Regions from separate parts of the Drosophila melanogaster genome. Here region 2 is linked to region 1. Evidence: chromatin contacts called from public targeted proximity ligation data. All regions are on one chromosome and are shown on one strand. The core of a region is the stretch at or near the end of the contact, and the rest is flanking DNA. Distances in the headings are between cores, read along the strand shown.

The links.
Region 2: a targeted proximity ligation map of the Kc167 cell line shows a contact between it and region 1, with 4 times the contacts expected there. A contact is called at or near these places in 3 of 107 Hi-C or Micro-C datasets (the Clone 8 cell line, the Kc167 cell line and the S2 cell line) and 1 of 7 datasets of targeted methods (the Kc167 cell line).

What each region holds. Positions count from the first base shown.
Region 1 is chr2L:1,174,950-1,179,882 of dm6, forward strand. CG4896 reads left to right here and starts at 2,741. Exons shown (of 13, transcript NM_164409.4): 1 at 2,741-2,919; 2 at 2,999-3,095; 3 at 3,159-3,518; 4 at 3,898-4,120; 5 at 4,178-4,247; 6 at 4,503-4,576; 7 at 4,911-4,933. The coding sequence starts at 3,001. It overlaps CG4887, which reads left to right. Exons shown (of 12, transcript NM_001272930.1): 6 at 1-38; 7 at 98-224; 8 at 338-574; 9 at 630-1,094; 10 at 1,152-1,932; 11 at 1,993-2,242; 12 at 2,307-2,640. The coding sequence ends at 2,423.
Region 2 is chr2L:1,498,577-1,503,509 of dm6, forward strand. CG18131 reads right to left here and starts at 2,032. Exons shown (of 4, transcript NM_164422.3): 1 at 1,833-2,032; 2 at 1,538-1,626; 3 at 982-1,469; 4 at 1-845. The coding sequence starts at 1,616. The coding sequence ends at 90. CG7420 reads right to left here and starts at 4,328. Exons shown (of 4, transcript NM_001272942.2): 1 at 4,035-4,328; 2 at 3,357-3,608; 3 at 2,523-3,296; 4 at 2,208-2,460. The coding sequence starts at 4,052. The coding sequence ends at 2,338. CG31661 reads left to right here. Exons shown (of 1, transcript NM_164420.2): 1 at 1-7. It also overlaps asRNA:CR44064.

The DNA of each region.
Region 1 (4,933 bases), core at 1,491-3,990:
ACAGCCACAAGCGAATTCAGGACTGGAACTGCAACAAGGTAGGTGCACTGAGATGATCATATTCTTAATGGCGAGTAATGTGTTTCGCTTGTTCCAGTGTGGCGTCTGCAACTTCAAGTTTAGATTCTATTGCTTTGTGTGCAAAACATCCCGGGAAGACAGCGAAACCACCTTCTCCTCCGGTAGCGAGGGCGTGGACGAAGTCAGCACCATCCTCACCAAAAGTATACAAACCACATAGACTCTCTTGCCATCTCGTTTTGTAGCTTCGATCGCAATGAAGTCCAACAGACCACTGACCGCCACGATTTCTCTACCACTTCCCCAATCCACGCAGAGATCATGCTACGCAACCTGGACGCCCTGACCAACGAAGAGGCTGTGCTCACTGCCCTCCAACTTCACCTAAAGGATCTGAGCAAGACCGTGAGCAAGGTGCTAATTAGTCGGGATTCCTTGACGCAGGCATCGCGTGGAATTTGTTACCTTCACTTCGACACTCTTGTCGACTCGATGAATGTGCACAATGCCTTGACAGCGCTGGATCCTCCACTTACCTTGGACGACAGAGTTGGTATGTGGCCTTAGGTGCTTTTTATAACTTAAATAATAACCAATATTTCATCCAGTGGCCATTACCTATTGCATCGACTTGGAGGAGCAGCAAGCATTGCCCAAGAACCCTAAAGAATTGGCAGTTAAAGATTCAACTGTCAATAGCGGGAACATTTCAGCAGTTTCGCCCTCAGGATTGGGTGGAAACTATACTCTGGCCGATGTGCCACGACTCGCTGAATATAGTGCCTCCCTGTACGCTTCGAATCCCGCAGAGCACGCTTATTATGTCCAGTACTATACGGAGTACTACACGGCAGATATAAACAAAAATAACAGGGATTCCCATTTGACGGAAGCCAATTCCGGAGCAGCGGTTGCCCTCTCGGCCATCCAGCGCAAGCAGAAGAAGATGAGCAGTATCGAGACCACGATCACAGCGGCGGCCACAGCTGCCGCACAGGCAGCGGCGCAAGTGAAGGCCACATTGGCTGCTCAGGTGGCCAGTGCGCCCAAGGGCAACGATGGAAAGATATACCGTATGTCGCCACTCACTTGAGTATGCTAGCATTTTATTATGTTTCATTATGTTGCAGCCACTCCCGATGTGACGCAGTACCAGTATGATGAGACATCCGGCTACTATTACGACAGTACCACGGGTCTCTACTACAATGCCCACTCGCAGTACTACTATAACAACGAGACGGGCGCGTATCTTTACTGGGATCAGCGCAGGAGCACCTATGTGCTGGCCACGCCCGCCTCCACTCAGGCAGCTCTGCAGGAAGTCCTGGCCGACGCCGAGCAAAAGGGGGAGGAGGAGTCCAAAAAGGCGAAGGAGAAGGAGGGTGGAAACAAGCACGACAAGGTTAAGGTGGCGAAGAAGATCGTCAAGGACATGGAGAAGTGGGCCAAGCAGCTAAACCAGAAAAAGGACTACACAGCTGTGGCCACGCCACAACCAATATTGGCGAACGAGGTAGCCACCACTTCGCGTGGCAATCAAGGGGGATATGCTGATGTGGGATTCTCCATTCTCGAGAAGAAGGAGAGGGGCAAGTTAAACGACTATGCGCCAAACCCGACTGTGGGTCCAATGAACAAGCTTGTCAATGCCTATGGCGGAACATCGGACTCTGAAGAGGACAATGCTGCGAGTTCGCAAAACACACAGAGTTCAGCGGTTGTAAGCGGCGGAGGAGGTGCTGAAGAGTCCGATTACGTGGACTTCCATAAACTGACATGCCTGCTCTGCAAGCGTGCCTTCCAATCGTTGGAAATACTCCAGAAGCACTTGAAGATGTCCACTCTGCACAAGGAGAACCTGGCCAAGCTCAATCAAAACACTAGCAGTAGCATCGAAGAGGCACTAGCGTAAGTGAAATCGCGATGTGTGGTGGAGTATATTATCATTGAATTCATATTCTTTCCCAGCTATCGTGATCGTGCCAAGGAGCGCAGGCTGAAGTACGGCGAGAGCGATCCTCCCCCACCAAATAGGAGCAGGGAGCGATTCGAGCAGGAGATCAAGACACTGCAGTCGCGGCAAAAGCAGTCTACTAGCGCTACTCCAGCCATGCCCATCAGTTCGAGCAACGTGGGCAGTCGACTGCTCCAAAAGATGGGTTGGTCGGAGGGACAGGGACTGGGCAGGAAGAACCAGGGACGCACCCAGATCATAGAGGTAACTGAGCTGACGGCAAGCTATAAAATGAATTAAGAAAATTAAGCATTTTGGGTTCCCTCAGGCGGACGGACGCTCCAATTACGTGGGCTTGGGCAACAAATCGGGACAGATGATACCGGGCAACGACTACAAATCCTATATAAAGAAGATGATGAAGCAGCGCTACGAGAATGCTTGAGAAATTGGTTTTTAGCCGTTTCACATGTTTCATTTCAACTAAAGTCGCCGTTTAATTCAGCTTTTCAACCGAAGCAAAAATTATTTCCATATTATATATGAAGCTTCTTGAGCATTGTTTTCCTAACAGATTGGCGTTTTTTTAAGTCCACGAGCAAGTGTGACCGTTTAGTTAATAGTTTCTGATTAAGCGAATTTAAATCCTTTTTCGAATGTACAAAATAAAATGTAACGGTGTAAAGTTTAAATTTGCTTGGTGTTGGGAAACAACTGTTAGCTGGCACTTGGTAGCCCTGGAGCTATCGGTCAGTTATCGATAACTGGCAGTCAGATACTTCGGGTGAACGGCAAAAAAGAAGACCGAGAATTTTTCTATTCGGGTTTTTTTTTTTGGCCGGATAACTGATTGTTTCTGCCTGAATGCAAAGAGACTTCCAGTTCGGGAACAAGTTTAACCAGCTTCCAATCCTGTTACAGTCGTGGTAACCAAGTAAGATGTGCGCACATAGACGGTTCATCTAATGGCAAAAGGCCAAATCACAAACACTGCATTTAATTACAATCGATTCGCATTAGATATGGATTCTCGATATGGTCACAGCTTCTCGGGCGGCAACGGAAACGGCAGCGAATCGGGCTACAGACGCTACAGTCGCTCCCGATCCCGATCCAGGTAGGTAGTCCTTTGTCCACCTGGAGCCTCTTAGTGGATTACTACCAATTGCGATTATTTCAGGGAACGAAGTCGGGACCGCAATGAGTACAGACGTCGCAACTCCCGTTCGCGCAGTCGGGAGCGGTCCTCACACTATAGAAACGACCGCAGTCCGGATCGCGATCTGTACCGCGACCTGATCAACGAGGATTACGAGGATCAGGGAAACTACAACTCGAGACAGAACCTTGACCAGCGCCACGGCGAGGACAAATACGATCGTCGGCATGCTGATAGCCAGGGTCGCAGGGATCACGATAGCAACTACGACAAGAGTGGCCAGGATATGGATAAGGACCGCGATCACCGCTGGAAAAACTACGATCGCGTTTCGAGAGAGCGCAACCATGATGACTTCGATCGGGGATCGGAGCGCAGCAGGTAAGAAATGATACATATTGCATATTACCCATATCGTGCTCAGTGTTATCACTGAGATTAAGATTAAGCTAAGTTCTATGTTTCCATTCACAAGGCTTCCATAAGAAGGAGGACTCCTCTTTCACTAGTTTAAAAGACCTTTCATTTGCTAATCACTTGTAATAAAAGTCAAAATAATTAGAAATCAACCCATTCAGTAATGTACACTTCCCTTTGTTCGCATAAATGCATACAAATCATCTTATGAAATATTCATGCTGGATGCCTTTAATTACAGTGGATAGTATGCAAACGATGGTTTCAAACGAACCGAACGAAAATTTATTCGACAAAGTGCTCATTGTATGACCTTAAAGAATCGCTTTCCTTTCAGCCGCAGCAATGACCAGCGGCAGTTCAATAATAATGGAAATAGTAACTCCAGCAGCAGTTACAGAGATCGCGAGAAGGAGCGCGATCGAGATAGACGGTGTTCCTCGGACGAGGACAGCGACATGGCCAGCGAATTCAGGCAGAGAGGTGCCTACAACAGTGGCAGCAGCGTTGAGCCCTTGAACAACATAATCCTCTTCGGTCTGAAGAAGCACGTCACGGAAGCAGACGTAATGTTTAAGCGATAAGCAGAACGAATGTAAAATTAACCAAGTAATCCTCCACAGATCATGGGCGAGCTGATCAAGGTCGACCTGGAGCCCACATCCATTCGCGTGATGAGGAAGCAACAAACAGGTGGGTTACATTTCCGTGTGTTACATTCGATTTAAAGTGAAATTGTAGAGAAAGCGTGAGTATTGCGTGCCCAGCAACATGTTCGATGTAGGACTTATAGCAATTTCAATTATACTTGGCTTCGACATCAGCAAAAACATATAGAAAACTACAAACCGAAACAAAAACACAATCCCCAAAAATGACACAATGCTAATGATACAACCAACATTTTTTGACCAAACATTTTCGTATCTACTTCTATCTAAAATTTAGGTGCCTCACGCTGTTTTGCATTTGTCGAGTTTAAAACCGTTGAGGAGGCGACTCGTTGGATGGAGTTAACCCAGGTATCCCTAAAAACCACAAGAATCTTGAATCTTCTCGTATCCGCCAAAATAGAAATGACGGCAAGATCCGATAGCTTGGCATCAACTGTTGAAAAATGTGTGCCTTGAGTTCAATTCTGCTGGTGGGCTGCCTGTCCCTTCCATTTTTCTGTCTTAGATCAGGGAACTGAACTCAAAGGCGGAATCGAATCTTACGTAAAGGAAGCAACCAGCATCTGCGTGATGTCGAAAAACACAGATGCAATCTTGGTGACTGTGTAGTCTGTGAACGATTTGCCTGATCAGCAGTTTCAGTTACTAATTCCAATTTTACCTCTTCTATTTTTCCGTTCAGGGAGTCCTCCAACTGGGCGATCA
Region 2 (4,933 bases), core at 782-3,281, 320 kb after region 1:
AAAAGTTGGACAAATAAATGTGAATTGTTAATGGGCGTTAATTCCGATCGATTGGACATTAGGAAATCTGACCTCTTAGCTATTTGGTGTTACTTGTGGGTTCCAACTTGATGTTCCTTTCCATTTTGTGCGGTTTGCTGACCACCGTTGCCCCCATAAATGCCACGTGGCATGCGAGGCTGTTGCTGCTGCTGCTGCTGCTGCTGATGCAGCTGTTGCAATTGTCGCAGCTGCACTTGTTGCTGAAACTCCAGATTCTTGTAGATCATGGCTGCAGCAGCAGCAGCATTGTTAGGAGCCTGAGGTTGTTGCGGGGCAGCCTGTTGCGAGTGTTGCTGGTTGTGCTGCGAAGCTTGACGCAGATTTCGAGCGATCAATTGCTGATACAGCAGAGCAAAGTCCTTGGGATTGGCGTTGGACAATGCAGCTAGATCCCCGACACTTGGACGGTGAAGCTGCTGCTGATACTGCTGTTGCTGCTGCTGCTGCTGCTGCTGTTGCGGTGGTGGCTGTGGTGCCACCTGCTGCTGCTTTTGTGGCATGTGGATATGATGGTGGCTGCGTGGCGCATTCAACTGCGGCTGTGGCGGCGCTTGGTGTCGCATCTGATGGTAAAACTGGGGAAATGGTATCTCATTGAAATTTTTAACCGAGTTGCGATTGTGGCTTTCGGTGCCAAGTTGACGATGTGGCTGCTGCTGTTGATGTTGCTGCTGTTGCTGTTGATGTTTCTGCTGTTGATGCTGATGATGTTGCTGCTGATGATGTTGCTGCTGATGATGTTGCTGCTGCTGATGTTGCTGCTGATGCTGAGGGATCTGTCTTTGTTGTTGCTGAAAGCCGCTCTGAAACACAAAATAAATGTATGGCAGTTAGCATAGGATATTTATAGTATGTGAGATAGATACGCAATTCTAAACTATTTTCAAAAAAAACCCGATAACCGTTTAATAGATTCGCGCCTGGTTGCTCATAGCTTACCCCCGGCAAGTTGGAGGCAGCGCCTTCATGTTCCGGAGTAGCTTGTCTTCTTTCATATAGAGGCACCGACTTGACGGATCGTTCGTATCCCGGGTGGGAACTCCAAGCTTGACTCACCATCGGTTTCAGGCCCGCAAGGCAGCTGGCCATGTCCTTGGGAAAGTCAAGGAAGCTCTCCCCGAACAGGGAGTAGTTTTCGGCGGCCTTGAAGTAGTTATGAGTGCCGTTCTCCGGGTAACCGATGGTATCTCCGTAGAGAACGCGCTCCACCTCGGTTACGTAAATGCTGGCACTGTCGACGGCCGCTGGCTTGCTGACACTTTCGCTGGCCGCTGGCTTGCTGGCAGATCCCATTTCACACCCCGTTCCTGATTCGCATCCACTTGGAAAATTGGGCACAGCTTCCTCAGACGCCTCCACGAGACCCAGGGAAATGTCGTTGGATGTTACGCCCCATATTTTCTTGGCCAGCTGACTGGATATGTTGACTGAGGAGGGGTAAATTGGTAGCATTATAAGCATCAATGAGACCCTGAAGTTCACTCGAAAGTTCTACCTTGAGTGGCGGCCGCAGTCTCATCTTCGTCTAGGTCATTAGATATAAGCTGGCTCTTGTTGCTGGCATTCTCGGACATCGTGCGGCTTCTAAAAACATAAACTATAAATTTGGAGGAACGAACAATATGCCTGACTTCAATAAAGTTGATCAACCGTCGCCTGCTGTGTACCGCAGCTCACTGAATAAAAACAATAGAAAAGCCTTGGTAATCGAGCAAAAGCCCAGTCAATATGCACCCAGTTTGTTTATGAAGACTGGCTTGGATTACGCAGTAAACAATTAATTAACTTACCCCGCACCACAACGAACGTCACCTACTGGCGAAGTGAAGCAAGAAGAAAAGAAATGTGACCGGTAAAAAAGATTCTGGCATAAGGATGATGGGCAGCACTGGACTATTTTGCAACACTGATTGGTTGGTCTTAATGTTATTAAAGAAAAGCCTTCAGATATGGCAGTTAAATATGATATGACCATAATAAGAGAGTTCATTTAAATATCTAACTCATAATCGGAATATTTAGGAAACTATGTAAATATCAAATCATGTTCATACGTGTGACCGCAATGTGACCGTTCATATGTGTGTAGCCGCCCAACAAAGAGCTTCTAGTAAATTTAAATAAGTGCTTGACGTAAAAGTGTCATCAGAATTAGTATAATATATCAAGGATAACTCGGTTTATTTCACTATTTGTAGTTCCAACTCGTGCTTTTTCATTTCATCAATAACAGTAGTATTTTTATTTAAAAGTTTTAACAAAGCCGTACACGAACATTTTACAATGGGTCATAAGCTAAACCAGAAGGACATCACATGGACTTAAAGTTAGATTACGGGCTCTGTGATCGCGTAACAAAATCCTGCTCCTGCGCCGCACAATTTCACTGGTGGCAGTTGTAAAAGAGTTGGGGTGCAACTGGAAAAGTAAATTAATGTAAATATGTACTTATTTTTGTGGACTAAGGTCGGTTCCTACACATTTTCGGTGCTGTTGTTGCCGCAGTTCCCATGCTCGTTCCATCCCCAGGTGTAGACCTCTCCTGCCGTAGTCCTCAGTAGACCGTGCTCGGCGCCCATGTGAATTCTGGCAGGACCCTGATCCTCAGGAAGCTTCAGGCGAAGTGGCGTGGGTATTGCCTGCTGTTCGCTGAACGAACCCATTCCCAGCTGACCGTAGCAATTGCGACCCCATACGAGGATCTCGTTGTTTTTGAGCACAGCTGCATTGTGGGTCCAACCCACGGCCAACTGACGCACATCCTCCTCAAACTGAAAGGCGTTGGACTGGCCAAACTTGTTGTCACCCAAGGTAAGGATTCTTTTGGTGCTGCCTCCACCCGTTTCGCTTAGATCCGCGCACTTGAGCACCATGTGGTTCTGACCACTCGAAATGGAAACTATCCGCAGTTCGTTGGGATTGTGGACCTGTATCTTCACCGTATTGCAGCGGTGCAGGCAGGTGGCCGTGATATCCAGCTCGATGGGCGGAGGGTCCATAATCCTCAATCGTCCGAAAACGTAGATTTTGTTGTCTTGCGTAAGGACGGCACAGTGGCGCAGGCCGAAGCTGATCCTCTGGGCGGGTTCTTCGCGTGGAAGCTTTACTGGCATTGGTCTTCTCACGGCAGTAAAGCCGCGCTGACAAATTCCCAGCTGCTGAAAGGCATTGGAGCCCCAGACAAACAGGCGTTTGGTCAACGTGATGGCTCCCGAAATGTCCCAGCCACAGCTAATGGTTTCCACAGGAACATCCTGTAATTTTATTGTTAGAGATTATGGGTTTCTAGGAGAAGCGATCATAGGCTTACTCACCCCGAAGTATTCCGTGGGGATCATCTTGAACTCGCTGTGGCACTCCTCCGTGGAATCCAGTCCCAGTTGACCACGATTGTTCCATCCGCAGGCATGAATCCGTCCGCTTGTGTCGAGGATGAGAACATGGCCACCACCTCCACGAATCAAGCGAACCTGGGCGGGGGCGAAGGAGCACTTGGCCACCCGTTGCGGTGTCATGCACAATTCGGACTCAAAGCCAAGGCCGAGCTGGCCGTGAGAATTGGCACCCTAAGACATGGCGAAAAAAGGGGCGAGAACCCAAGCCAAGGAAATCACTCATTAATTTGCAATGCAAATGCACCGTGGCGATGTCTCTGTTTCTTTCTTGTCATACCCTTGCAGAGAGTAATGTAGTTTCAGACGCAAGTTGATAAGCAATTATCGTTAGAATGGCTAAGAGATATAAAGATATTAGGCTTCTCAGATAGGCTTTTTATATAGTATAAGAAAAGTGGTAAAACAATGATTTCGAAGGTTTAACGAGGACTTGAATGATATGTTATAGGAAGTACTACGTAGTAGTTGGCCTTTAGGTAAGATATTGGTTTTGGATCTACAGGTGGCACAGAGATACGATTAATTCGAACCAACTCGTTCTCTGCAAGGGTATTTCAGTGGTCGGCTCCTTATCGAGAGTTCTACTGCGGCTCCTACCCAGGCGTAAACCTCCATTCTGGTGACCACCAGTTGCTCGTTTCGCGCCGAACTTCCGGTTGCTGTTCGTCGCCGCGATTTTCCGGGTGATTTAATGCACCGCAGTCACGCCAGGAATGCGCCTGCTGATCCGATGGTTTCGACTCCTCGATGGCCTCCAGTTGGCTCCGAAAGCGCTGCTCTGCCTTTGCCAGCACATGTAAAACTGAGGCTTGGTTCTGCTTTGGATTTACTTTTATATTTCGCGTTCTATTAGTTTCAGCGTCGCATGCTAAAATGTAAACAATGCAAATGAGGCAGCGTTGCCAGATCTTGGCGCACAGCTGTTTGGCTTACATGACTCTGCTAGATAACAGACACATGTGTACTTTTTTTACTTTCCCGCCAATATGACATTTAAATTAGGATAACTGCTTAATATTTGTGCTCAGCGCCTCTCAGCAATATGTAATTAATATTTAAATCATAGCACGGCTGACCTCCTAGGACCCAACTAATAACACTTTGCTTCCATTTAATGTCTCATTTGGTTATGGCCATAACGATTATATAATCCCGCCGGATGGGCGTGAAAATCGTGTCAAGCGCATATAAATATATTCTAATTAAAAGCAATGGAAGTTCAGGGCGAAGGTTAAAGTGCATGCAATTTTAATTAAGTTTTAATTGTCGTGCTGGGCCATGTAAGCCACAATAGTTAGCCACAATGTGAGTTGGCCTAAGAAAAATGCAGTCGAGAGTTAATGAAATACGAGAGAAACGAAGTGGAAATTGCCTAGGACTATTTGCATTCTAGTGGACTGGTATTATATCAATATATTAAAGAAATACGATGATATTAATCCAATATTATAACAAAAAATAGTTAAGTCACAGTGTCCTTACGCTTCAAAAGATCA